Regions from separate parts of the Mus musculus genome. Here all the other regions are linked to region 2. The links are chromatin contacts, called in public HiChIP or PLAC-seq maps. All regions are on one chromosome and are shown on one strand. The core of a region is the stretch at or near the end of the contact, and the rest is flanking DNA. Distances in the headings are between cores, read along the strand shown. Region 1 has its middle 22 kb from the start of Ube2k. Region 2 holds the start of Rfc1 (replication factor C (activator 1) 1). Region 3 holds the start of Tmem156 (transmembrane protein 156).

Region 1 (3,989 bases), core at 273-2,772, 180 kb after region 2:
TAGAAGAGGGCATCAGACAATTATTTACAAATGGGAAATATAATAGAGACGAGGCAAGGGTTAACCTAACTGCTAGTTTGAACTTCACTTTGCATTCCTGAAGGGAAGCCAGCAAGAGTTCATTGCCAGTCCTTTGGGACCTCCCTTTATTACACCCATGAAGCACTGTGCTCCTGGCCATGATCCTGTCCTACAACAGCCAGCCTCTATCTAGTTCACCGCACTCAGATGTACAACTCTCCTGTCCGTGGGCATCCTTTTCCTTTGGGTCTTCTCAATCAGCCCTAGTGGAGGTCCTGTGGTTTTCAGAACAGAACCTCTAAGAGTGGAGAAAAGCCAGTACACATCACTGAAGTTGACTGTGTTCTTAATTTTAATCTGTTGCTCTTGGAGAGAGACTTCTTAAGAATTTTTCACCATATATGCTAACAAAAACCATTTTTAAGCTGGGCATGGTAGCACATATCCCATCATCTGTGAAGCTGAGGCAGACAAATCTTGGTGAGTTGAAGGCCAGCCTGGTCTACACGTAGCCAGCTTCAGGCCAGCCAGTGCTATATTAGTAAAACCCCCGTCTCAAGCAAACTTCCAAACAAAACAAATGCCCCATTTACCAAAAAGAAAGAAAGAAAATTTCTGCAAAAGTCTAAAAGGTCTAAAAACCTCTGGTCTCTAGTAACATTCTGGCATTCTGGACTTTAACTCTGTATGCAGTTACACTAATAGTCATATATAAATCTACTTCACAAGGACTCGCTTTAATGACTTTTTAAAAAGACATCAGACACTAAGTTCACACTGAACAATGTGTTCTTAGTCATCATGAGGACCCTGTTCAGTTAATAGGTTCCTTATGATTTTTCTTCTGTCCCTGCAAAGTGCTTGAGGCCATTACAGAATAACTAACTGGCGATGGGAATTCCCCATGAACTCAGATGGACACTAGCTTCAAATTGTATTCCTTGGATCTCTCCTTCCTCCTAATAAGGGATGAGAAAGAGGACTCAAAAAAAAAAAAGATTTAAAAAATAAATCTCAAAGGCTTTAGGCAGAAGATCATGAGCTCAAGTCTAGCCTGTACTATGTGGAAATAAAAGGTGAGAGCTGGAGAGAGTGGAAGAGGCTGGTAGCCTACATGCTTGGCTCAATCGTCAGCACCTACTGGTCTTCTGTGTCACTCATTGCACAGGCAAGGAGTAGAACTGGCTCAGCAGGAAATGGGCTGTGGCACACTCAGGAGCCTCCTCTCCCCTACTGTACACAAAGACACTTTTTAAATAAGTCTTTGAAAAGGAAGTAGGACTTGATTGTCTGAAATGTCAGTTTGACAGAAGACTGGTTATTGAGGAACTGTTCTGCCCAGATGGTTCAACCTCCAGTGCAATGCTCCATCATCTAGTTGGAATATTTGATCTTTGTGACACAGTTCACATACTTTCCCAAGACCCCCAACTATGACTCTCTCCATATTCTGAGACACAGCTACACACCAAACATATTGTATTTGCTTTGGACACGTCAGTGACTTTCAGATCCTGTTTCCTTCCCAAGGTGATTAACAAAGAGTAACCGATGAACAGATGTCAACCACAGGACGCTTCCTGAAACTTAAATCATATCCTAAACAGCTCTCTGGCTCCCCGAGTGTGTGTGTGTGTGTGTGTGTGTGTGTGTGTGTGTGTGTGTGTGTGTGTGTGTGTGAGAGAGAGAGAGAGAGAGAGAAGCACCTTTTTAAAATGTGCATCAAGTGGACTGGAGAGATAGCTCAAAGTTTGGACACCTGCTGCTCTTTCAGACAATCCAAGCTCTTCTTCTGGCCACTGTGGACATCTGCCCATTCACACCCATATATGGTCACACAGACACCCCTTACACCCACTAGAAAAAAAAATCAAACAACAATTAAACAAATAAAAATGCATCACTTGGGTCACCGAACTGCTCTGTGGATAAAAGTGCTTTCTGACATCCCGGAGAATCTGAGTTCGATTTCTGGGATCCCTATGATGGAGGGAGACACCCAACTCCCAAAACCCCATATGTGCTGGGATGCAGTGGTGTGTGCATGCACACACTAAATACAATAACAAAAAGCCCACCAAGCACTAGATGTGGTGGGACAATAGACTGTGGTGGCACAGTGTTGTAATCTTAGATCTTGGGAGATAAAGGCAGGAGGATCAGGTTGTCCTTTACCATGGAAGTTCAAAGCCATCCCGAAACACATCCCTGTCAACCCTGTCTAGACAATCAAGTTACTAAAATCAAACAACCCATGCCAGCTCAGTTTACCGTCCTTCAGCATCCCTTCAACCCCTGAGTCTCCCCTGAGGAGGTGCGCAGACACAGTCACTGCTTCCTTCCTACCAATCAAAACAGCTTTGCATAGCCATGGGAACCCAACCCCTCATTCTTGTCTTCCTTCCTCACCGATCCTGATGCATTTCTAGTCTTCTCCCTTTATAAATGAGTTTCTTGGTACAGCACAGCCAAGGACCGTGGCAAAGAAATCAGTCCCCAGTCATTTGTTTTCTCTTGTTTTTTTCCCTCTGCCTGCTTCTCCTTACTGCCTCTTGCAGCTTTCTGGTTTCTATGCCTGTTTTATTGACTTCACATTTTTCAGTACTACCTCAGTGCCCCTCCCTTTCTCATTCACTTTGAATTGCTGAGTGCATTGTGGAAGTGTACATTTTAAAATTTGTCATGGTGTACTTTTGTTCAAAGTCTTGATTAGAAATTGGGCTAGAGGGCTGGAGAGATGGCTCAGCGGTTAAGAGCACTGACTGCTCTTCTGAAGGTTGTGAGTTCAAATCCCAGCAACCACATGGTGGCTCACAACCATCTGTAATGAGATCTGGTGCTTCTTCTGGGGTGTCTAAAGACAGCTACAGTATACTTACATATATATAATAAATAAATAAATCTTAAAAAAAAAAAAACTCTCCAGACAGCAAGGAAACGCTTGGAAAAGAAAAAAAAAAGAACTTGGGCTAGAGGAGAAATTTCAGAATCAAGAAATTTGTATTCTGGTCACTTTCTGCCTCTGTAGAGACATGGTGCCTTTTGTGTTATAACCATATTTTGTATTTACACCATGTTTATGTGCACAAGATTATCCCCATTTCAGAGGGAAAAGTCACGAAACCTCAGTTTACTGGTGGGTTTCTGACAATAGTCTGTGATGGTTAATTTTCATTGTCCACTTGATTTGATTTAGAATCTGGGAAACATATCTCTGGGTATGTCTGTGAAGATTTTTTTTCCCAGGGGGGTTTTAGAGAAAAAGAATTACCAACTCTGAGTGTGGAATGGTGACTTACACCATTCCACAGTCCAGCACTGAACAGTAAGGGGACAGAGGAAGAAGCCAGCAAAGCTCAGGCATTTCCCTCTGGTTTCCTGGTGGCAGATGTGATGTGACTGCTGACTCAGAGTCCTACGTCCATAGGTAGAGTTGCTCTTGCAATGGTCCCTAGAGGAGCCCTTCCTTCCTTAAACTGATAGGGCATCCTATGACTGTAAAAAGAAAATTAGTAAACACAGAAAACTGGTACCAGGAGTGGGATATCACAGCAGTGATCACATGGTATTTAAGATCTGGACTGGCTATTCAGAAAGAATGTGGGGCATTTTCAGGGTAGAGAACACCTAAATATGGGAAGCGGAGCTAGCTAATGAGGCCATTCTGGTCAGAGTTCAGAAGACCAGGACAGACTGGTGAGAGAACTGTGATTGGTAAAGACAGCTTATGAGGCTTTAGAGGGAAATAAAGACTCTCCTGGGAACTAGGCTGGAGGCCATTTACATTCTGAAAAACACTCTGGCTGTATTCTAAAGTTTTGAGTTTAGATGAATTTAAAAGCAATACCTTTTGCAGGAGAGGCATGAGGGGTGGTAGTACATGCCTTTAGACCTCAGATTAACACTGACTTTTGGGTGGTAAACAGTCAGATCTGGCAACAAACTTATCATTCTTTATATTGCTGCCA
Region 2 (3,990 bases), core at 551-3,050:
CTGGCTTCAGTTTCCACCACCCACGTGATGGTTCACACCCATGTATGACGCCAGTACCAGGGGACCCAATGCCCTCTTCTGACCTTCTTGGGACCAGGGCTGCATGCACTGCACATACACGCATGCAGACAAAACACTTGTACACGTAATTTATTCAAAACAGGATTTCTCTGTGTAGCCTTGGCTGTACCGGAACTCACTCTGTAGAGCTGGCTGGCCTCAAACTTATAGAGATCCACCTGCCTCTGCCTCCCAGGTGCTGTGATTAAAGTCATGCACCACCAATGAACTGGAGAGGTATGACTGAAGAGATGTCTCAGGAGTTAGAGTACTTGCTGCTCTTTCAGAGGACATGAGTTCAACTCCAATTCCAAAGGGTTCAACACCCTCTTCTGGCCTCTGATGGCATCAGGCATGCATAGTCACAGAAATATACTCAGACACAACATACACGTTACAAGTCAAATAAGAATGTATTGGACTTGGGGGCTGAACAAATGGTTCAGTGGTTAAGAGTGCATATTGTTCTTTGCAGAGACCCTGACTTCCAGAACTAACACCCACAGAAAGCAGCTCAAAACCACCTGTAACACCACCTCTGGAGGATCTGACACACTCTTCTGGCTACCATGGGCCTTCAAACATATGTGTGCATACACAAACTATGTGTGCATATACAAACACAGATACACATAACTAAAATAAGAATAAATATTTTCCAAAACAACACTTCAGATGAATTTCTAGACGGTATTTAAAGCAAACTCACATATTATCCCGAAAATAAAAAGGCCGACTCTGGGTGGCTACCATCACTATCTTTTTTCCCCAAAGAATAAAAAACAGAGAGCTGAAACTTTTTCCAGTTTGGTGTAACACTTTTCTCCCCTGCATGCTGGTGTTCTGACAAGCTTAAGAATAATAAAAGTGTGTGTAAGTGTGATTGTTAAATATCTTGTAGATTAGCTGAACATCTTCAGTGGTCCAGTAAATTAAAAATTATTTCCAACTTGTATCTGTCTCCTATGCCAGGGACTTTCAAACAATTTCACTTTCAAACTATTTGAATGTCCACTACATTGAATTATTGAAGTTGGAACTGAGGTTTAAAAAAAAAAAAAACTACTTATCGTAACAGGTGATAAGAGATGACAGCTGTCAAATACAGAACATCCGTCTGTACTCGCCGTGTTTTTATTCCTGGTAAACCAGGATCCGCTCAACTCCTATAAATTATTCTAAACAAAATAAACAAATAAACTTCCTTGTGTCACAGCTGACACTCGCTTCCAGGAAGCTGATTCAAGCTGAAGGCCCGAGCAAACTTCTCCCTGCGAAAGCCAAGTGTGACATTCTTCCACGCAAAGCTTGAAGTCGGGACTTTAGGAAGCACTCCAACAGAGATGATTTGGGACAAGGCTGTACACGAAAGTAACTTTTAACGCCCCGTCCAAATCAACTTTCTTCTTCCTTCCTCCCTTCCCCCAAGAGTCGGGGGGGTGGGGATGTGAAATTGCCGCGTAGCAGCCACCTCCCTGCAGCTGCGTCCCTGGTGCGCCCCGCACCCTAAGCCGGGCCCCTCGGAGCCCTCTGCATCGTCCTCCCCATCCCGCACCGCGGCGGCGCCCCGTTCACACCCCCGCCTGCAAAGCCTCTGTAGCTGCACGGCCTCCCGGGCGGCTCACCATCGCAGCCCCACGACCGAACAGGAGCAGGTGGGCAGGCCCGTGGCTGGGGTAATTCGTTATCGGGGCTCGGGATCCATTGGCGCCAACAACTTCTCCCGCGAAGTAGCAGAAGCGCGGGCGGCGGCGCGCGGCGATGACGTCGGAGGCGCGCGTTCCCCGCGGCCCCGCCCCGAGGCGGGAGCTGCGCACTGGGTGCAGGACCACAGCCCTAGCAACCGGAGGGTTGCTACCTTGTAGGACGGCGAGTGCGCGTGCGATCGTGGCCGGGAGACGCCCAATTTGGGATCTGAGGCTGACTTCCTCTAAGCCGGGTTCCCAGGTGGCTTCCTTCCTGCAGTACACGCACGTGCTGCAAGGGCAGTGCTCTGTAGCCGCTTCCAGAAGTTCTTACTGCCACCACGGTAGGATGAAGTGTATTCGATGCGCCCCGCAAAGGTCAACTGTTCTCATCAAACTTTACACTGATTTATTTTATTTTTAATGTTTGACCTATTGATTTTGGCTCAAACTAACAGACCCTTAGTGAATGGACATTTTTTTTAACTTTTTAATACATTTATCTATTGAAGATGGAATGACAAGCTGTGGTCAGAGAACAACTTTCAGGGAACCTTCCATCACGTGGGTATATGTTTGCATTTAACGGACTGTTTACAGTAAAGGCATTTTGTTTGTTTGGGGGGGTTGTTTTTCTGAGGCAGAAGATCATGTGACTTGTCCAGGTCCCAAACTCCTTATGTAGCTGAGAATGACCTTGAACTTCTGATTTCTCTACTGCCTCCCAAACGCTGAAATCTCAGATATATGCCAACACTCCTGCTTTACACGATGCAAGGGATCAAACTCAGAGCTACTGTGAATGCATGCAACCAACTGGGCAACCCTCAGCCCCAATGTCTTTGCTCTAAAACTACCAAGCTAAGAGAACTAGCCCCCGGGACTGGAGAGATGGCTCAGCGGTTAAGATCACTGACTGCTCTTCCAAAGGTCCTGAGTTCAAATCCCAGCAACCACATGGTGGCTCAAAACCATCCGTAATGAAATCTGATGCCCTCTTTTGGAGTGTCTGAGGTCAACTACAGTGTACTTACATATAATAAATAAATCTAAGAAAGAAAGACAGGAAGGAAGGAAGGAAGAAAACTAGCCCCTTAATTCCTTCCTAAAGCTTCATTAAGTCTCTTAAAGAATAGTCAAATCTTTGACATAACCAAGACACGCCCACACAGGGGAAAAAAAAAAAAAAAACAAGAAAAGATTTAGGATAAGCAAGCTTTGGAAGCTGCTCTTGCTATGAAACTCTAGTGGGCCTGCCTCCACCACCCCACTGCTGGGATTATAGGGGTGGTAGCCCACACCTGGCCAGCAAGTTTCCTATGAGTAAATGAGCAACCTGGTTGTGGAATAGAAATTAACAATTGCATATAACTTTAAGAGAAAACGTGACTATCAAAGAATTTAGTGTAGAGGGCAGTATCAAACTTTGGCCTTGAACTTTGAAATCTTTTTCTAACCACTTCTTGTTGGGTCTTGTCATTTTATGACACCATATCTACTGGGAAAGACAGTAAAGCCTTCAGGAATACAAGAGTTTGTATTTAAGTAGATGTCTATTGCAACATAATTTTGGTTTTTTGAGTGAGGATTTCTCTATGTATTCCTGGCTGGCCTGGAACACAATATGGATTCGCCTGCCTCTGCTTCCCTGAGTCTGGGATTAAAGGTGAGTACCATACTCTGCATTTTTTGTAACATGTAACCCACATGCATTTTTTGCACTGTTCTGGGTTAAAATTCACCAACAATAATAATCCCCAACTTAGAAACAAGTGAACAGTCACTGGTGAGAAGGACTTCCCTGCTTAGGTCCCTCTGAAGCCATTCGTTCAGTTCCTGCTCTACTATGTAATAGTTACAAGACCATAGAGAAGTAATTGTGACTCAGGGTCCTCATCTGTTAAGACACAACTATTTCTGCCACATATCAAGTAGTAATAGCATTCTCTGATGGTGCTGGTGCTGGTGCTGGTGGCGGCAGCAGCAATGGTGGTTACTTGATTTGGTTTGAGTTCAATTCAGACAGTCTCAGTGTATAACCCAGGTTAGTCTCAAACTTGAGATCCTCCTGACTCACCCCCCTCCCCCGCCCCCAGTACTAGGATTACAGGCATGCACCATTATATGTGGATGACCACAGTGTTTTTAAGTCAACAATGATCATCATTATTATAAAGCTTGCACACATGTGGCAGAGATAACCAGAAGGACCCTGCTTCAAAAACAAGATGGAAGGAATGCGAGT
Region 3 (4,113 bases), core at 1,225-3,724, 240 kb before region 2:
TATACATTGATCCACCTTGAGATTCCTTCTGAGTTTATTTAGCATGGCCAAAAACAGGGTATTGGTAAGTAATTTAGAAGTCGAATAATTTTGTCATATTTATTTTAGAATTAAAGACAATACAATCTGGAGGAAGAAAAGGAAAATGCCTGACAGGCCTTAGCCCTGAGAGTCCTAACTCATACTCAGATTGAAAACTAACATTAATGGCCAGGTATGGTGGCACACACCTTTAATCCTAGCACTTGGGAGCCAGAGGCAGCCAGATTTCTGTGAGTTCAAGGCCAGCGTGGCCTACATAGCAAGTTCCAGGACAGCCAGGGCTACCTTGCCACCACCACCACCACACCCACCCTCCCACCCCCCCGCCCTCATGCCTCAAATTAAGTAACAAAATAGTTAAATCCACATCCCCTTAATTTAATCAATATAAGGTTACACATGATGAGGTTATAGCAATAATCCTGATGACCCACAGACCATTATAAAACATAATTATTATACTATTGTGTGTGTGAGTTAACCCAATAATCAACACTTTGTGGTGGCTTTGAGCAAAATTCCTTCCACCACTGAAGGACATCAGGAGAAGACCATAGTTTGCAGTTTTGTTTGCTGTTCCACAGTAAGGATCCTTTGAAACAAAATAGCCAAATAATTTCATCATCCCAAAGAATGGAAACAACCGTTGATGCTGGCTCCAACCAGAACGCTCCAACCAGAAAACAGAAGTGGTTCCTTCTGGTTTAGGACAAGCAATGAAGCACAGTGGCAGCTGAGAAAACAAATCTTATAAATGGCTCTTGTCAACATGAAGAACAGACTGGCTCTCTGGCCAGGCAAGTTCAGCTGAAGTGTATTTTGAAAAACAAACCAAACTAACCAACCAAACAAACAAAAAACCGAATCCTTCTGCTTACAAAATCAAAGGCCCACTGAGGTGCCCACCATGCACCTCTCTGAATTTTCCTGGGCCACACTGGTCTTCTGGTGTCACCTGTAGCAAGAACTAGTGGTCAAAAGAACAATTCTTCTGTCTTTTCCCTCCTCCTCACAATCCTTAATAGACTCTTAAAGCACTGACCAACTTAGCAAACAGTGTGTGCCAGTTACCTGATATTCATTAGATGCAAACTAATTGGTCAAAGTAATAGGAATATAAACACAGAGAAGGCCTAGCTTAGATAGCTAAAAACATGTTGCTACTCTAAGCCCAAAATATCTTAAAAATAACTTGTCTTTATTCTATTTTCTTTAGGACACATTTTCAGCGGGTGAAAATAAGTATCAAAAATATACACTATACGTGCTCAATATATATATATTTTTAAAAAACCAAACCAAAAGAAAAAAATTTTAATTCGATCATTCGTAAAAATTGCAGTTACAGTGTTTATTTAGCAAAAATATTTTTATCTGGCTACTTAGCATCATTTAATATGCAACATTAAATAATCATTGCAGTATGTCATCAAATATAATTAGCAAAAGTATTTTTATCTGAATACATATCTTTGCATATATTCGACAATAAATATTCATTGCAGCGAGATATCAAATATAAGTTTTTCTCTAGTTTTCGTAAATTTATATGATTCCTATTTAGTAATAGAACAGTGGAGTTTTTTTTTTAACCTTCTTATTAAAGGCTAATGAACACAATTATCACTTAAACACCCACAATAACATGTTTTCCAATCTTTTAATAATATATAAAAAATAATTTAAATTCCCTTATTTTTTTGTTTCTCTACCCTGAAGTTTCAACAAATATATAACAATTCTTTGAAGGGCTCTCAGAGTGGGTTTTGCCTTGTTCCCAATGCTCCCAAACACACACATACCTGCCTATATTTGTACCCATCTGGTTTTACTGCATATTAAAAATACTAAAATTTACTCCTATTTTTCTAAGATCAGCAGGAAATTATTAGTCTCACCTTGTGATCAAATGGCTCATTTTAAAATAAATAAATGTCCGTTCCCTTAGTAAGTTCCAGAATATAAAAGCAGATATATATGATTATTTTGAAAGAAGGAAACAGTTTCAAAGAACAAACTCATAAGATGCTATTCTCTTAAGTCCCGTGTCTGGAATCGAAAATCAGACTTTAAATATTTCTTTACATTTTCAATTGTAACATAACTAAGTCCTAAGGCCACTATGCTAGATAACAGGCAACTAAAAATTGGTATCTCGTTTCACTTAAGGCAGTTCACTCACCGAACTTCAGCTCATGCTGCATACACCCCAAAAGATCTCGTCTGTCACCACTCGCTGACAATGTGCTCTAAAGTAAGAAACGAGAGCTGGATTGCAATGGTTTACTTACCTTTTGGTGTCTTGAAAAATTCTGGCAGGACTAAAATGAAGGTGATCACTATTGCCACAAATAATTTAAGGAAAGCTGTTTCTGTCATGTCTACTCACATGACACAAATGTGTTCCCATCGGTAGCTTGATAGTATGTTGCTTCCTGCTTCTCATCTCTGCTCTACTTCAAGTTCCTGAGATTCACCTCATACTCACTTCCGTTTGGGTCTGACTTTAAAAAAAAAAAAGTTACCCGGGACTGAGACTTCTTCATTTTGAGTCACTTTGCCTAATAAAGCCACCCTCTAACAAGAACTGTTGTGCTAACTGATAAACACGAAAGATGAGGAAATGGTCTTAAGAAACACAGAGGGTCTGGCTCCAGATTTAAATCTGTTTCTCATGTTTACCAATGTGTAAGAACAACATGGTACATGTAACCTACAACATAATAACCAAAAACCAAAGGACGAATGTCAGTGCTACCCCAGTTTATAAACATTGTTCACTCATTTACTTAGTAAATGATAGTTAATCTCTCTGAAAGCCAGACACTGTGCTTGGTTCTGGTGTTTGGAAGACAGTAAACAGTGCAAGATATGAGCATAAACAAGAGACTTATGAAAATTTGGGCTTCTGCTTTACCGTTGTCTCTGCAAGTGGCCGAATGGAACTTGTTAATGTTACGTCTATAAACAGCGTTTACTATGACGCAATCCACATTCTTGTTCTCCTTGCAAAAGAAAAAAAAAATCATTTGTTTTAGAGTGTAAATGAAGGATAGGGGAAAACTTTGATGAATACAGACAGCATACATGGCAAGCAAATGTTCTTACTTAGACAATGCAAGTAGTTAGCATTTCCATTGCCCCCTCACCCCACCCCCACCCCCCACCCCTCCTCTGGTTACAATAAAATGTAGCCAGTATTTCAGTTTGTACTTGGAGCAAATGTATCCTTTGCTCCCTGCTCAGTGCTGCAATTCTGTAACCAGTCCTTTCCGCTGACCCTCTTTTGTTCTCTCTCACCCTCTCCTGCGCTTTATGGAACAACAGGTGGGTGGGGAGGGAAGGGACAAAGATTAGATGCGCCAAGAATGAACTCATTTGTCTTTCCACTGGATACTACAGTTTACATACACATGGGAATCCTCAGTAAGGGGATTGGAAGACCTGAGCAGTCAAAATAGGGACAGAATTCCCAAGCCTATACTTTATTTTGAGAATATCATAAAGGATTATTATGTGAACACTAGCCAGTAGGAGTAAAGTTTCCACTTAAGGACCATCTGGACCCCTTGATACTCTATAAATATTTGTAGCCTTCAGCAATAGGGGCTTACTGTCCGGTCGTGGAGGAGCAATACCCTGCAATGTTTGTGGGGGTCTATGGGATCCCTTTGGCCAATAATTCAAAATGATGTTACTCACTCCTGGTGCTGGGAGTTGTATGTGGTAGTATATGATGTCTAGTTGAGATACTGATCCCCCTGCCCCATGATATGCTAACTCCATTTAAACTCTGTATATAAATATACATCTTAGAAAGCTTCTACAGTAGTAGAATTCCATACGACTTCTCAAAGGCCTTTAGTGTTGATGGTCCTTGGCACAGTTCCTCCTCTCCCCAGCCCTCCCAGTCCTACCCCATCATTCCTCCGATTACAACGTCCCTTTTATCCCTTTATAAAACTATATTCTATTTTCCCCTTCCTTGATATCTTAATGTCTATTCTTTCGCCTATAAATGTTGCAATAGTACCTTAAAATACTCAGTAATTCTTATATCCATATAAAAAT

The links. HiChIP or PLAC-seq counts read pairs in DNA pulled down with a chosen protein or histone mark.
Region 1: an H3K4me3 HiChIP or PLAC-seq map of the 230-238 cell line shows a contact between it and region 2, with 20 read pairs. The contact joins the enhancer-like site here to the promoter of Rfc1 in region 2. A contact is called at or near these places in 1 of 15 datasets of contacts at CTCF or cohesin (CD8 T cells), 14 of 484 Hi-C or Micro-C datasets (CD8 T cells, the G1E-ER4 cell line, embryonic stem cells and 1 more), 7 of 115 datasets of contacts at active chromatin or transcription factors (the 230-238 cell line, embryonic stem cells, memory CD8 T cells and 2 more) and 3 of 9 other capture datasets (adipose tissue, liver and pancreatic islet).
Region 3: an RNA polymerase II HiChIP or PLAC-seq map of embryonic stem cells shows a contact between it and region 2, with 15 read pairs. The contact joins the promoter of Tmem156 here to the promoter of Rfc1 in region 2. A contact is called at or near these places in 15 of 39 promoter capture datasets (3T3-L1-derived adipocytes, the C10 cell line, the HPC-7 cell line and 11 more), 2 of 484 Hi-C or Micro-C datasets (CD4 T cells and embryonic stem cells), 4 of 115 datasets of contacts at active chromatin or transcription factors (effector CD8 T cells, embryonic stem cells and memory CD8 T cells) and 2 of 9 other capture datasets (adipose tissue and liver).

The regions. Positions count from the first base shown.
Region 1 is chr5:65,513,574-65,517,562 of GRCm38.p6, forward strand. It overlaps a transcript of Smim14 not described here. Among named protein-coding and RNA genes, the nearest start is that of Ube2k, 22 kb to the right of the region's middle. Within about 2 kb of position 1,523, at least 101 of the 459 cell types and tissues checked have an H3K27ac peak or open chromatin away from gene starts, as enhancers often do. A contact at or near this core is called in the 230-238 cell line, CD8 T cells, adipose tissue and 3 more, where this site is marked.
Region 2 is chr5:65,333,839-65,337,828 of GRCm38.p6, forward strand. It overlaps Rfc1 (replication factor C (activator 1) 1), which reads right to left and starts at 1,801. Exons shown (of 25, transcript NM_001347357.1): 1 at 1,686-1,801. The coding sequence starts at 1,688.
Region 3 is chr5:65,089,135-65,093,247 of GRCm38.p6, forward strand. It overlaps Tmem156 (transmembrane protein 156), which reads right to left and starts at 2,475. Exons shown (of 6, transcript NM_001370814.1): 1 at 2,334-2,475. The coding sequence starts at 2,421.